Regions from separate parts of the Mus musculus genome. Here all the other regions are linked to region 3. The links are chromatin contacts, called in public HiChIP or PLAC-seq and promoter capture Hi-C maps. All regions are on one chromosome and are shown on one strand. Each heading gives the region's core, a stretch centred on a gene start, on an enhancer-like site or on the middle of the called end of the contact. The rest is flanking DNA. Distances are from core to core; before and after follow the strand shown.

Evidence for each region. Promoter capture Hi-C pulls out the DNA fragments that hold promoters and counts their contacts. HiChIP or PLAC-seq counts read pairs in DNA pulled down with a chosen protein or histone mark.
Region 1: an H3K4me3 HiChIP or PLAC-seq map of stem cell-derived neural progenitor cells shows a contact between it and region 3, with 10 times the contacts expected there. The contact joins the promoter of Sgpp2 here to the promoter of Slc4a3 in region 3. A contact is called at or near these places in 1 of 39 promoter capture datasets (cranial neural crest) and 1 of 115 datasets of contacts at active chromatin or transcription factors (stem cell-derived neural progenitor cells).
Region 2: a contact with region 3 is called in a promoter capture Hi-C map of cranial neural crest. The contact joins the promoter of Farsb here to the promoter of Slc4a3 in region 3. A contact is called at or near these places in 1 of 39 promoter capture datasets (cranial neural crest) and 1 of 115 datasets of contacts at active chromatin or transcription factors (astrocytes).

The regions. Positions count from the first base shown.
Region 1 is chr1:78,308,708-78,311,911 of GRCm38.p6, reverse strand. It overlaps Sgpp2 (sphingosine-1-phosphate phosphatase 2), which reads right to left and starts at 1,566. Exons shown (of 5, transcript NM_001004173.2): 1 at 1,410-1,566. The coding sequence starts at 1,493.
Region 2 is chr1:78,487,389-78,490,425 of GRCm38.p6, reverse strand. It overlaps Farsb (phenylalanyl-tRNA synthetase, beta subunit), which reads left to right and starts at 1,529. Exons shown (of 17, transcript NM_011811.4): 1 at 1,529-1,641. The coding sequence starts at 1,584.
Region 3 is chr1:75,544,930-75,547,796 of GRCm38.p6, reverse strand. It overlaps Slc4a3 (solute carrier family 4 (anion exchanger), member 3), which reads right to left and starts at 1,335. Exons shown (of 23, transcript NM_001357150.1): 1 at 1,184-1,335; 2 at 876-1,025; 3 at 399-564. The coding sequence starts at 926.

The DNA of each region.
Region 1 (3,204 bases), core at 317-2,816, 2.8 Mb before region 3:
TATCTGGGACTACAAGAAGGAAGAAGCCTTCCCCAGAATGTGCAGGCAAGTAATCAAGGGGATTGTGTAAAAACAATTTAAGAAACATTAGTGGAAAAATTCAGTCCTGAATGAGGAAGAGCAGGTACAGGGGAGACAAGTCGGATAGAGTGCAGCCCCCCACCCCCACCCCCGCGCTGGTCCTGAGCCTAAACAGAGCGCCTGTACAGGAAAACGCTTCCCGTGGGGGTGGGGCATTGGGCTTATGTGCTAGCACCTTTTGAGGCAAGGCTCTGGCAAAGAGAGATGTCTTGAATTAATCTCAAAGCTATCAGCATGCCGTGAAGTAACTATAAAGTGAAAATATTTTGAAGAATTTCTCTAGCTGAGAATACACAACTAGCCTACTGCCACTTTTCAAATGAATTCTGTAATTTGATGCCTCTATTATTCTGTCCTACACAAGCGCCAGGTTCTTAAGTAGTTATCTATATATAAGGACGTGTCACCTTCCAGTCACCAGAATCTCTCAGAAAGAATAAAACACTGAAGAAGGGGGGTGGGGGAGGCGGAGTAGAATTGCTTCTGTCCTGGTTTGTTATTTTCTACTTAAGCCGAGGGAAAGGGCAGCTGCTGGTGGTGCCCAAGGGAGACAAGCTTTCCTAGCTGCCATCTGCCGCCTGCCTGGTCCTTTCAGCCTGGAGGAGTCCCTGTGCACCTCATAACGCAAAGCTGCAGTAGGGTTGTATAACCTTGCTCCGGATGCAAAGCATCTACCGAAAAGGCCGTAAGAGCCAATCATAAAAGACCAACCAGTGCCTCCAAAACTAGGGGGACGTCGGGAGGGAGACAGTGTTGAACTCCCATCTCTGAGGTTAGGTTAGCTGGGGGGCGGGGCTGTGAATTCCCAGAGGAGTCCAGGGCGGGTGTTCAGCAAAGCAAAGCGCGCGACTGGGATGTCTGCACGGAGTAGGAAGGGGGGATGCGGCAGCAACCTAAGGACTTTGAGGAGTTCTCAGGCTGTGTCCCAGGGAAGTGCCAAGGACATCCCCGCTCCTCTTTTCAGTTACGTAACTCTCACACTTTGGGTGGAATCTAACGAACTTACTCACTAAAGTAATTAAAGTAGAAAGTCTTTCCGCGGATGCATGCAAAGGTGGTGTCTGAAAAGAAGTGACTGACTGCCACCTGCAGCGAGAAAGGGTGGCATCGGGTGACTGTTCCCCGCCGTGCCCTTCCTAGGATGGAAGCCGGGTGGCGGCGGTTGGAGCCCTCCAATCCCCATCTAGGAGTCACCCGGAGCCGCAGGTAAGCAGGCGGCCGTCGCCCTCCTCCCCAACGGCAGACACCGAATCCCGGTTGTCGGAGAGATGAGAGACCTCCGGGACCCCTGTCGCCCACTTCGAAAGGCCCTTCTCCCTAGGACTGACCTCCCGCGCTGGGAAGAGCCCGCAGCGGCGCTGGAAGCGCGCCACGAGCTGTGAATCCCGCAGGCTCCGCAGCAGTTCGGCCATGGTGAGCCGTGACCCCGTTCCTCCGACCCGCAGCCACGCGCGTCCGTGTCCTCAGCGTGCGCCCTGGCCTCGCGTTCCGCAGCCCGATGCTCCCAGCGCAGGACGGGCGGGGCGCGGTGCCAGCCAACAGGTGCGCCACCCGGGTCCTAGCGCCCGCCCTACACGCGGGCAAGCCCAGGTGTCCGCCACCACCTTGCACACGTCACCGTCCCCTTCCTAGCCAACCGGGCGGCCCCAGCCCCTTACCTGCCTGCTGGAGAGTGTGCTTGCAACTGCGTGGACGGGTCCACGTGCATGACCTATGCGCCATCCCCACTCCCGCGCATCCTTCCAAGTGCTGCCGGAAGCCTGGACGCTTTGTGACCCTCCTTTCAAATCTGGAGTTCAAGGTGAAACTGGTCGCCACTACACATGTGTCCCCCACATCCCAGCTCCCTGCCCCAACCTTTGCTTGTTTTCTGAAAGACTTAATTCCCAGGGAGTCTGGTTCCTAGGGAGAATTCTCAGTGATTTCTAAACTTCCTGAAATGTTTCCTTCTCACAGGCCAGTCACCTCATTCAAATTTGAGAAAGAATAGCAGAAATGCGGAGAGTCAACCCGGGTGATTTTATGGAAAAATAGAAATCTCTTTCTCTCTCCTACCCGCTGTGTGTGTGTGTGTGTGTGTGTGTGGTCTCTCTCTCTCTCTCTCTCTCTCTCTCTCTCTCTCTCTCTCTCTCTCTCTCTCTCTCTCTCTCTTCCTCTCTTTCTCCCTCCCTCCCACATACCTCCTCCCTTTTGGCCTTGGGAAGACTTTAGACCCAAAGGGAACAAGGTACTGAGCGACTACCAGGCGCCAGCCACTGCTTAGAAGAGCAAAGGAAACGTCCTGCAGATGGTTTTTCCTGAGCTTTCCTAAACCTCCCTTCCGGGTCTCTGAGATCCTAAGATGACCTCTGTACCTCATTGCAGGGAGTGAGAAGCAACAGTTAAACGAGGGCCAGGTGATTGGCCTGCAGCAAAACTATAATCCAATCCTTAGTTGGGAACAGAAGGCTGCGGGGGGGGGGGGGGGGGTTTCCTGGCCGCCCTTTTAAAGCCTGCTATTTGGCGGAATAAAGGACCGTGCATGAACACCTGCCACCACCCTTGCTTATCCAGTTGTCCTTCTAGGCTGGGAAGTCTTCGGTTCCTGATACGTGAAGATGATCTGGTCCCCTCTCATTCCAGTTTTCTGACTCCCTTGTTCCTTAGTCCTATCTGGAGAACATGTCAAGGTCGCTAAGTCAGCAGTGGCTTGTTCAGAGATTCTATTTTCTTTCCTCTTCCAGAGGAAAATGCAGCCCTATGTCATACTCAGTCATGTGTGGCTGAAAAGGCAGTTGCCTCCACCCCTAGTGCTGTAGTGATTTTTGTTTTTAAAGATTTATTTATTTATTTTTATGTGTATGAGCACACCAGAAGTGGGCATCAGATCCCATTACAGATGGTTGTGAGCCACCATATGGTTGCTGGAGTTGAACTTAGGACCTCTGGAAGATCAGCCAGTGCTCTTAACTGCTGAGCCAGCATTTCAGTCCTCTCCCACCCCCAAAGTTTGATTTTAACAGCTGACATTACAGTAGCTCCCAACCTGAGCCTTTATACATTTAAAGAATATGTTCTCCCAGGAAGACCCTTGAATTGCATGTCTCCTAAATGGGTCGCTCCAACCTTTCTATTTCAGAAAGA
Region 2 (3,037 bases), core at 280-2,779, 2.9 Mb before region 3:
ACACGTGGGACTTGCCATAAGTGGAAATTAGTGCAGTGGAAAACTTATTAAGAGTTATGATGGCCTAAGTCTAGCCTCAGTTCTGCTTCCTCAAGTGAAGGGTTCTCACTTCCTCAGTGTTGGTCCTTGCTTTATTTTCTCTTGAGGAAGCAATGTTTCTGCTATGCCTTACAGGTTAGGTGAGTCCCACAGTCCATGGCTGTTTTATCTTCCTGCTTTGATGTATTTGTTTTTTCATGGCTGCTGAAAGGAAGTACTACAAACTTTTGATTTCAAACAGAAACTTGAGTCTGGTGAGGTAACTTATATTCTTGTCTTTCAGGACACCTTAAAACTCTGAAAATTTCTGGCCATCCAGAGCTACAGGATGAGTTCCAGGACTGCTTCAGCTATAGAGTTGAGCCTTTATCTCAAATCATAAAGAATAATGAATGAGATGAAACAGAACTTTGTTATATTCAAGTTCTGGAGGCAAGAAACCCAAAAGCAATTTCACTGGCCCAAATCCAAGTGTTTTGGGGGCTGCTGAATAGGCTAGGAGAGATTTCCCTCCTTATCTCTTCCAGTTTCGAAGACTACTGACTTTATTTTTTTTAGTGACCTTACTGGAATCACTGCCTTCCGCTTATTGAGTCTACAGTCAATTGCATTTAGGGCCCATCCTAATAACCTAGGCTAAGTTCCATCTCAAAACCCTTAGCTTATTCCACATAGGCTCTGATACCACATAAAGTAGCATTTGCAGGCTACACGGGATTAAGTCCTGACATCTCAGTGGCCCATGATTTGACGTACTGTCCCTCAGAGTTATTCTAAGGAGCAAATCTGCTCGTGCACTTTTTAGGCTGAGTACAGCATCTGACAGAAAAGTCCTGCGGTCTCTAACAACGCCTACCCACAGGGCTGCTGCTGCGTTCGAACAAGGCTCGGGTATAAAATCTGTAGTTTCAAGAGGGTTAAAGGATTAAGTAAAAGCCCGGCAGTGGTGGCGCATGCCTTTAATCCCAGCACTAGGGAGGTACGGATCTCAAAAGTTCTCGGAGTTCAAAGCCAGCCTAGTCTATAGTGCGAGTTCCAGGACAGTCAAGGCGACAGAGAAACCTGTCTCAAAAAAGTAAAAAAATGTGGCCTGTTAACAGACCTTGCCATTAGTATTTGCATATTCTTCTTTGCAGGAAGTCTTGCATCCGTTTACCTTGCTTTTCAAATACCTCTGGGCGGACTTCTCTACCTGGAAGTCCTTCCCACCAATCTAGCGCTCCGCCTACCCAACTTGGCATCTTCCCTAGGGCTTTGGGAAGCATCCAGGCCTCTGAGGTCTGTTCTCACTCTTGCCTGTCAAAATAGAGATAATTCCACCCGATTACACCTATTTTCCAAACTTTTTGGTTATCGTCACAACAGAACTATGTTAAATAATCCAGAGAGAGGTGTTTTCCTATATTCGGCTGGAAAACGGATGTGCAAATGGTTGAATTTAGACAGGCATCACGTGAGACAGCCCAAGAGCGGAGCGTCGGGTCCTTCACTCTAGGGTCGCTGAGGCCCCGCATGTGGCGCAGGCGCAGTGTCCACGACTCGCCATGCCGACTGTCAGCGTAAAGCGAGACCTGCTCTTCCAAGCCCTGGGCCGGACCTACAGTGAGTGCCCGCCCCGTGGCTTGGGCTCGGTGCCTGGGGAAGTCTGCTCGCCCTGCAGAAGAACGTGCTGGCGGCGTTCATGCCGCTACGTGGGGTTTGGCCCGGCACGGCCAGAGTCCTCAGGGGCGCGCTGCTGGGCGAGGAGACTCGGCTGCGCTGAAGTAGCTTCTCGGAACCAGCTCCGCGGTGGCTCCGTTGCATCATCAGCGCGTGTCGGGCTCTCCGTGTCATTCATTTAGAGACCGAGCTCCAACTCCGTGCCCAGCACGGACTTTGGTGTCGGGACACAGACGAGGAAACGTACCCTGGGTTCCATCACAACTGTAGGCTGTGGAACCAGATTGACAGCGAAGGGGAGACGTTTAAGAAAGATGCGGGTCTCACTATGTAGCCCAGGCTGTTTTCGAACTGTCGGTCTTCTTGCCTCAGTTTCTGAGTGCTGGGATAACAAGCGTGTGCCACCAAGCCCGGCATTGGCTTTATTTTAGTGTTGACCAGGCTCCAGAAGTGTGTCAGGCAGTGTTTGGGAGTAGAGCTGTGCACATGACACATACATGAGAAAAATAACAAACCATGATGTTAGTAAAACGGTTTATTGGACATGCTAAATGTTTCTGGGAAAGGAAACCAGGTTTTGTGCAGGGGTAGCATTTGATAGTTAACATTGATTTGACCCCTAAATGGAATCACTTCTATGGGCTTAGCATTCATGACACACTTCCCTCTTTCTCAGTTCTAAAACTAAACCATTGTGGGGGGGGGGGGAAGGGAGGTAAATATTAGTCAAATTATCATTTCCAACACAGATGTAGTAAGTTGAAATGGTATCAGCCTCACCCTGTAGTTATCAGCTTCTATAAAGGTCAGAGCGAGTGTTTTATGAGAGCCTCCTTGTTTTTGAGTATTAGAGGCCAAAATTAGAGGACAAAATGGAGCAGGTTCATAACACCACAGTACTGATGTCGTACAAGTAAACTTTTAAGATTTTTTTTTCCTAAGGATGGACTTTAGATATTACTCACCCCCTGTGTTTGTCGGATTTTGTCGTTGTTCTTTTGGAGACAGAACCTTATTCTGAAGTCCAGGCTGACTCTAAACTTGTGGCAATCCTCCTGACTCAGTCTCCCAAGTGATACAATTATAGTTGTGACCAAGGCCTTAGAAACAGGAAATCGCTTTGCTTTTGGAATGTGGTTTTAATTTCCTAACCAGTTTCCCTTATATAGTAAGCTTATTAATATACCTCACTTGCCCTGTTACTCTAAATCATATTCTCTCTCCTGGTGGTCACTGTCTCTGAAGTTCATATGATGGTGTGTGGCAAGATGAACAACTTGGAATCAGTTCCTAGTCAGACCCTTATCTATGGAAAAGTACCAGATTGTCCAAATTTTAA
Region 3 (2,867 bases), core at 86-2,585:
TCCCTGCTCCTGTCATTGGTGAGGCCAGGTGGAGTGGGGACAAGAGTGACATAGAGAGAAAGTCGCAAAGGGGAGTCGGGAGATGTGGTACCGAAGAAAGAGAGAAGCTGAGGGAAGACACATCAGGAAACACAGTGGGGCAGAGGGTGAGTGGGACCCAGTGCACGATGAAGGTCACTGAGAGAGACCTCAGGCGCATCTCCCCTACATCTCCCCTGACAGGTGAACAAGGTGATGATGGTATGAGAGGCAGGATGACTTAACATGGCATGGTGGCCCAGCACAGCGTCCAGCACAGGATGACACTGAGTGATCAAGCCGGAGGTGAGCGCAGTAATGGTGGCGATGAAGGTGATGGTGGTGAAGGCTGGGGTGCTAGGGGTCCCCAGGCTACCCACACTCAAAGTCCCGCTCGCTGTAGCTGCGGCTAGGCTTCTCGGGGTCCCAGGCCGGGGTCTTGCTGATGAGGTCCCCAAACCTGCTCACAGCCAAGGTCTTGCCCAAGTCATCATCTTCCTCTTCTACATCTGGACCCAGAGGGGGCTCCTCCAAGGGCACCCGGACCTGCAGGCCAGATAGCCTCTCCTAAGGACCCCTAGTTCATGAACACTCCCCACCCAACCCCAACTCCATACTTCAAGGGCCTTCCCAACACCTTCACCCTTGCCTGCATCAACATCCCCAAAACACCCTCTGAGGGCTTCCCCCCAGGTTGTGGGAGCACCAGCCACAAGTGCATGAAATACCGAAGACCCCCTATTCCTCTACACTACCAATACAGCTCTACATCTGGATCTGGTGGTCCCAGGGTCATCCAGAGGACACCCCGCCCATCCTGCCCCTCCTCCCCCACCCCACCCCCACGCATCAGTCACCTGGGGTAGGGGGGAGGCGCCCCCGGGCGGCGGGATCACCCCATTAGCCATGGCAGGGCTGAAGACTGAAGACTTAGGAGTCTCTCAATCACTATGGGACCCAAACCCTGGGTGAGAAGAAGGGGGCGCTGCAGAGACCTCTTGGGGAGCCTTGAGGAAGGAGGGCGGGGTCAGAAATTGCGCTGGTGGGCCCCCTCCGGGGTGCTCCATCCCGGTGCCCAGCCCGCTCTCCCTTCCGAGGCCCAACCCGGTCCATGTTAGTCCGCTGTCCCTACCCGGCCCGGCGCCCACGCCTTGCCCTTAAGTACCTCCGGGCTCCGGAACCTGCGGGGCTTGGGAGAGCCGCCGCGCCCCATGTCCCTCCCCGCAAGCTCCGGGGCGCGGCTGCCGGGTTCCCGTCCGGCCTCTCGCCGCGCAGAGCCCGGCCAGGCGGACGCAGGCGCCGGAGCCTGCAGTCCACGGCTCCACCTCCTAGCGCTCGGCTGTGCCAGCCCGCCGCCGCCCGGCCGCACAATGGGAGTGGACGATCCCTGACTTACCCCGACCAGGCCAGCGTGGGCCCCGCGCTCGGGTCCCCGCAGGATCCCACCTGCCCGCAAGACCCCTCTCCAGGCGCCCCACGCATTGCGGGGGGGGGGGAGGAGGGGCGGGTGCACGGCCCTAAATTCCCACAATCCCTCAAACACACTCCTCCACCTTGCTTTTAGCCACCCCTCCCTTTCCCTCAGGAGCCCTGGAGGAGACCCTCTTCGCACATACAAGCCTCTCCAGCTTGGACACGAGATCAGAGACCCCTGAAAGCCATTGCCCTCAACACCTCCAGCCTCAGCTCAACTGATGCCCTTCAAAGGCTGGCTTCTGGCGCTGGGCGCCACCCACCATTTGACCTTGGCACATTATCTACCCATCAGTAGCCAGAGGCAGCTGAAACAGGGGCATTCCAATTGGGCCAACCACTCTAAAATCCTGTGGCTAAGCTCTCACTGTTCCTCCACCCGAATCCCGCCCCTGCTCCTCCAACCGTGGAGGACCTATCTCACTTTCCAAGGTCAGAGAGATGTTCGCAAAGGGCACCTGGACACCCCCACCCCCCACCCCCAGTGTTCTCTGAGTCTCTGAAACTGGGCATCTAGAATAACCCATGCTCATAAAAGCCCTGAATGACAGTCCGTTTAAGCCAGACCCCTACACCTTAGAACAAACAAAGGGAGAAGAACTGGGGGTCAGCAGAAGGTGGGGTGGGAAGGAGGGGAGAGAAGCATGTACAAAGTAGAAGCTGCTCTGACCCCTGCGCTGCGAGATCTCAGCCCTACCCAAGGGAAGAGTGTACACACAGAGCCCTGGGGATTGCTTGAAGCAGCTGGTCGCATCCCATCTACAATCAGTTCAAACAGTTCAGGATCCCCAGGCCAGAGAAATGATCCTGCCACAACTAAGATGGATCTTCTGAGAGCTGGGCATGGAGGTACCCGGCTTTAATTCCATCGCTTAAAAGGCTGAGAGCCTGGCAGTGGTGGCACACGCCTTTAATATCCACACTTTGGAGGCAGAGGCAGGCGGATTTCTGAGTTCGAGGCCAGCCTGGTCTACAGAGTGAGTTCCAGGACAGCCAGGGCTACACAGAGAAACCCTGTCTCGAAAAACAAAAACAAACGAAAAAGGCTGAGTAGTCTCTAGGGGTTCAAGGCAAAACCTGGTCTACACACTGAGTTCCAGCCAGCCAGCGCTACATATTAAAACCCTGTCTCAAAAAACAACAACAAAACCCTATCAACGGAACAAACAAAAAGCCAGTTTATCCATATCAATCCAGAGAATCCCAGATAGGCATGGCCCACCTCTGAGGTGATTCTAGATGTCATCACGTTGACAATTTACACTAACCATCCTAGGGAAGTATTATTCCTTTGTCTGAGAACATGGGGATGCAGGAAGGCGTGATCCCCCATAGAGGTTCACCTAGGAAGAAGGTTACCCACAAGTTTGGGCATC